2 separate regions of the Mus musculus genome follow, and region 1 is linked to region 2. Evidence: chromatin contacts called from public Hi-C data. All regions are on one chromosome and are shown on one strand. The core of a region is the stretch at or near the end of the contact, and the rest is flanking DNA. Distances in the headings are between cores, read along the strand shown. Region 1 overlaps Dennd6a (DENN/MADD domain containing 6A). Region 2 overlaps Slmap (sarcolemma associated protein).

Region 1 (2,829 bases), core at 164-2,663, 80 kb after region 2:
GGTTTGGAGGGTTTTGGGTATTTGTTTGTTTATGTAGAGATAGGGTTTGAACTACATATCCCTGGCTATCTTGGAACTCACTATGTAGACCAGGCTGGCCTTGAACTCCCAGAGATCCTTTTGCCTCTGCCTCCTAAGTGCTGGAATTAATGACCTACATCTGGCACTTGATAGCCTTTTTAATAAATTATTTAATAGTATTTGTGTAGGTCATTTTGTTTTTATACATTTAAACTCAAAAGTAAATCTGTAACAGTGAATTAGTGAAACTGCTTTGTATCTTGGTGGGTCACAAGTGCAGGAGAACCCAAGAGCTCTCTGGATATGTGAATGAAAGACACATACACACCAGCTAATTTTGATATGCCTTGACTAGCTCAAAGGCTGGGCCTTTCTAATCCTCTGCTGTTAGCATACATTCTCCCTCCAACTTTCCTGACTCAGCGTTTCATCTCTGCTACCCCAGACCCAATCAGGGAAGTGGTCACTAGGCCGTTTTCCCAAATTCTTTTTTTTTTTTTTTAAATATTTATTTATTTATTTATTTATTATATGTAAGTACACTGTAGCTGTCTTCAGACACTCCAGAAGAGGGCATCAGATTTCGTTGTGAGCCACCATGTGGTTGCTGGGATTTGAACTCAAGACCTTTGGAAGAGCAGTAGGCGCTCTTAACCGCTGAGTCATCTCACCAGCCCCCATTTTCCCGAATTCTTACTTGGCTGGTTGCTTTCTTTCCTGCAGCTCTGACATCGGATCCTTCTCCCTCCAAGTCCTGGTGGTTCTCTGTCTCTCTCTCCCAGCCCCTTGTCTTACTGCCCAGCCATTGGCTGTATGGCAGTTCTTTATTATCAGCCAAACCCAGCTTGGGGCAGGGACCCTCAGGTCTGGACGTGCAGCTTTTTGGGAGCTGAAATAAGACAAAGCGTTAGAACCAATTCCCAACATAAATCTATAGAAATAAAAATTCTAATATTTTAGGCATATGAATGACCTACAGATTTTTTAAAAAGTGTCTTTTTAATAAACTGACTATAAATGAATTATAATTCATTTTACCCAAAACCTGGTTGGGACTAGTAAAATTGACAAAAGATCTTGAAAAGCAGACCTTGATGGTCTAGCAGATGAGCATGATTTGGAGAGCATTTCAGAGCTCTGGTGCTATCCAAACCACTGTTTTTCCTCTTTATCCTCCAAATGGAAGTTATAATTACTCTGCCAACTTTGACTTAAAATTTCCAAAATAGCTTTTATTGCTGTGAAAGGAAATCGTGGCACAGCAGAGCAGACTTTAGGAAAGAGTCATAAATTAGGGCTTCCTTCCCGTGTTACGTTCCCCACCCCCACACACACATACAAAGTAGATATCATTCTAGACTGTTTGAAAACTAAACAGAAGAAAATGTTTTTTACAATTCACAGTGAAATAGTTTGCCGGTCTACAATCCTCTGCTTGTACACACCCTAGATCTTCATGAATTTAGAAGAAAACTTGGGCTGGTCCTTGTTTCTGTTTCATGCATTTTTTTTCTGAATATGAATTTAGAGTGTGTTCTTATCAGCCACACAGCCAGACTTTTCCCTCATTATTTACCGTTATCACCAACTGAATGTAGGTGTTCCTTCAGCCTAAGCTATGTTGGGTACTGAAGGACAATAATCTTCTATCTTAAATATGTCAAGGGAGAAGACACAGGCTCAGTGCAGAGAATTTTAAGTAGCAGTAATTCAAGGAAGAACAGGCCTTGTGGGTAGACTTGGCTTGCAGACAATATTTGTGTCAAACAGCAAGGACATTGTAATATACTGTATACTCCTTAAATTACCTGTGCTGAAGCGCATGTTTTTGTTTTTTAACTGTCTGTATGGACCAATACTTTTGTAAAATAGATGCTAAAGAAAATATTAGAAAAAAAATGAAATTTAAAAAATATTAGTAAAACAAAACTATAAATTTATGACACTAATATCAGGTTGCCAGAAAAGCTTTTCAGCGTATTCAACTTAGATATTTATTTGTTCACACACCAGTAGCCAGTTTATGAACTGGTGTTATTGCAGAAGCTACAGTAAGACACGTATACACTGCCTTGCCAGTGCTACATTTCTATACTCTCCCTTGCACACTTCTACACTTGTACATTTCCATATTTCTGAACTTCTGCACTGTGCACTTCCTTACGTTTGTACTTGTATGTGTCTGTACTTCTGCACCTTAGAAGATCTGACCTAAAGTACTCTCTCTGAGCAACTCCATCTTAGCCACAGTAGTCACAGCAAGGGGGGTGAGTGCAGAGATTGGAAGGATGCAGAGTAGAGCCTTCATGCTTTGCTTTTTGGTTGCTGTTGTTGTGATGGTCATCAGACTCGCTTGGAGACTTGGTGATATTCTTTCCATCTTCCTAGTTCTGGGGTTACAAGCATGTACCAGTATGCTTTGCAGAGGGCTAGTCTTGAAGTTTTATCATAGTCACATGTATTCTGAGCCACACCATACCCATGTTTGTGATAATGTAGAAATAGTCTTTTGTTGTTGTTTCGAGACAGAGTTTTTTCTGTACAGCCTTGGCTGTCCTGGAACTCACTCTGTAGACCAGGTTGGCCTTGAACTCAGAAATCAGCCTGCCTCTGCCTCCCAAGTGCTGGGATTAAAGGTGTGCACCACCACTGCCCGGCTAGAAATAGTCTTTTACAGTTGTCTGTGTCATCAAGAAAAATAATCTTTTTTTCTTTACTCTTTGAGTGACTGTTTTGGTATAAGAAGATTCGCTGACCATTGCATACACTAGCAAGCGTTTGCTGAAAGGACCCTGATATAGCTGTTGG
Region 2 (2,700 bases), core at 191-2,690:
TCTTCCTCTTCCAGGGATAGTGCTTAGAGGCACTCAGTATGGTCCAGCGGTTGACATACTGTCAAAGGCTTTCCTACAATACAGCCTCTAACAAAACGAGGCTGTCTCGAACCCCTGACAACAGGATTGTTTACCTTTATACCAAGAAGGTTGGGAAAGCACCTAAATCTGCATGTGGCGTGTGCCCACTCAGACTGCAAGGGTTGCCTGCTGTGAGAGCCAGGGTAGTCCTTATGCGCTTGTCTAAGACAAAGATGCAGGTAAGCAGGGCCTATAGCTGCTCCATGTGTGCCAAGTGTGTCTGTGACAGGATCAAGCAGGCTTTCTTTATTGAGGAGCAGAAAATCATTGTCAACGTGTTGAAGGTACAAGCACAGAGTCAGAAAGCAAAATAAACATGCAGCTTTAAGTAATTACAAAAACAGAAAAAAGAAAATCAGAACAGACACAATTATCTAAGAAGTCTAAGGAAGAAATGGAAAATCAAACTGTAAAAAAAATTAAGTATTAACCAAACTTAGAACAATAAGCTGTTATGATCTATTCAATATTAACTAAACTTAAAATATATACATACATACATACATACATACATACACCCATGTATCAACAAGACAACCTCCCAACCTAAATTCAAGCCAATCAAAAAGAAAACAGCATAAAGACAACTAAAACAAAGTAAGGACCATTTCTTACTGACTGATTCAGCTCATGTACATAACTTTCACAGAGAAGAAAATGACATTTTTACACTGAAGCATTATCACATATGAAAAGTATAAAGAAACCAGTAAAATCAAAACACTTGTTAACATCACTAAGAGTGCCGCTTTTTAAATATTTGATTAGCATAATTACTATAAATTTTTGCTCGTTAAAGCCAAGTGCTGTTTAGAGTAACTATAGGCATCACTAGTTAGTTCACCTCACTTTTCTTCTGAAACAAGATAGCTGAAGCAACGCAGTTAAAGAAGCTCAAGCTGCGAGACGATTCTGAACACAGCAAAAAGGCAACCACAAACTATCCTCTGTATTTCTCCTATCAGAATGCTTCCATAATCATTATCTGAATCTAATATGTAAAGCAAAATTTGAAATTAGATGATGTCGAATTAATTAATTTTAAATTCAGTAAAGGATATAAATTATGAAACCTTTGCTACACAATAAAATTATAATCTTCTGAGGATGTAATCTGAGCAGTTTAAATGACATGCCAAAAGGCTTAAAGAACGTTTGGAGTTTTCTGGTAACAATAATAGAGGTTCATTTAACAGGGTTTTGAAAATTATATTGAAAACACTAAAATAAACCTTAAAAAGTAGTCGTAATTCAGGAAATGTATCAAACCTTAACTTTCGGAGGGCACTCTCAGTATGTTTTCAAGACTCAGAAAGTCGGTTTCGTGGAAGCCATGTTAGCAGAACTGCACTGTCCAAAGGAAGTGACAGTGCGGATTGTGGGTTTTGACATCCACAGTTTACAATAGATAAACATTGTGCAAAGAAAGAGCTAAAGCTCACCAGAGTCCCAGCTCTGGGCTGCAGATGAAGTGCACGCCTGCGAGCCCAACGCCTGGGAAAGCTGAATGAAAAGTTCACACGCTCAAGATTAAGCTAAACTTTTATTACTGGCCAAATGCAGAGTAAAAGCTGACACAATTCAGCTCTCAGAAAGCCTTTCTCCACAGACTTCACACACAGTAGTTACATACACACTTATATTCAAAGTCTTCTCAAACAATTTTTTTCTCTCAATAGTAATACAAAGTTAAGTTCCAAACTTTTCAAAACTCAGAACATTAAAAAAAAAATTACATAGCAAGATTTTGCTGAAAGGACCCTGATATAGCTGTCTCTTGTGAGACTATGCCGGGGCCTAGCAAACACAGAAGTGGATGATCACAGTCAGCTATTGGATGGATCATAGGGCCCCCAGTGGAGGAGCTAGAGAAATTACCCAAGGAGCTAAAGGGAACTGCAACCCTATAGGTGGAACAACAATATGAACTAACCAGTACCCCAGAGCTCATGTCTCTAGCTGCATATGTATCAAAAGATGGCCTAGTCGGCCATCACTGGAAAGAGAGGCCCTTTGGACAGGCAAACTTTATATGCCCCAGTACAGGGGAAAGCCAGGGCCAAGAAGTGGGAGTGGGAGGGGAGGGGAGGGGGTACTTTTGGGATAGAATTGGAAATGTAAATGAAAAAAACACCTAATGAAATTTTTAAAAATTAAAAATGAAAAAAAACAAATCTAAAAATTAAAAAAAAATTACGAGAACAGCTATGGCTACTGAATTTCTAATTCATGCTGTATTATAAAGCTCAAAATTCCAATATACATAATGATTGAGTCACAATCCATTAGCACAGTATGTAGTTAACTCAGGATTTCAACTAACAAGTAAGCCTATGAAGGAATACCTGAACTGTATGGCATTCCTCACGCCAGACACTCCTGTATATGGACAATTAACAGAGACTTCATGAAAGTAGCAACAATTAAAACTAAGAACAAACAAGTTATCAACAAGTATAATACACAGGCTTTAAAAGCAAAATGCTTAATTATACTCTACACCCCTCAATCAAGCATTTCAGAGTAATTACACACTCACCAACTCACTGAGCCTCCAAATCTATTACTTTGAACATCCCTTAAGTCACTGAGAAGACAGCTCTGGTATAACATGAATGT

Evidence for each region. Hi-C and Micro-C count contacts between places; a contact is called where the count stands out from the background.
Region 1: a Hi-C map of the G1E-ER4 cell line shows a contact between it and region 2, with 2.5 times the contacts expected there. The contact joins two enhancer-like sites. A contact is called at or near these places in 4 of 39 promoter capture datasets (the C10 cell line, the HPC-7 cell line and frontonasal cranial neural crest), 19 of 484 Hi-C or Micro-C datasets (the 63-12 cell line, the AML12 cell line, B cells and 15 more), 15 of 115 datasets of contacts at active chromatin or transcription factors (the 230-238 cell line, the HPC-7 cell line, the SCID.adh cell line and 8 more) and 4 of 9 other capture datasets (adipose tissue, embryonic stem cells, liver and 1 more).

Annotation. Positions count from the first base shown.
Region 1 is chr14:26,594,573-26,597,401 of GRCm38.p6, forward strand. The region is part of intron 3 of Dennd6a (DENN/MADD domain containing 6A); the gene reads left to right. Among named protein-coding and RNA genes, the nearest start is that of Dennd6a, 16 kb to the left of the region's middle. Within about 2 kb of position 1,414, at least 17 of the 459 cell types and tissues checked have an H3K27ac peak or open chromatin away from gene starts, as enhancers often do. A contact at or near this core is called in the G1E-ER4 cell line, where this site is marked.
Region 2 is chr14:26,514,516-26,517,215 of GRCm38.p6, forward strand. The region is part of intron 1 of Slmap (sarcolemma associated protein); the gene reads right to left. It also overlaps the pseudogene Gm2178. Among named protein-coding and RNA genes, the nearest start is that of Gm24031, 18 kb to the left of the region's middle. Within about 2 kb of position 1,441, at least 72 of the 459 cell types and tissues checked have an H3K27ac peak or open chromatin away from gene starts, as enhancers often do. A contact at or near this core is called in the G1E-ER4 cell line, where this site is marked.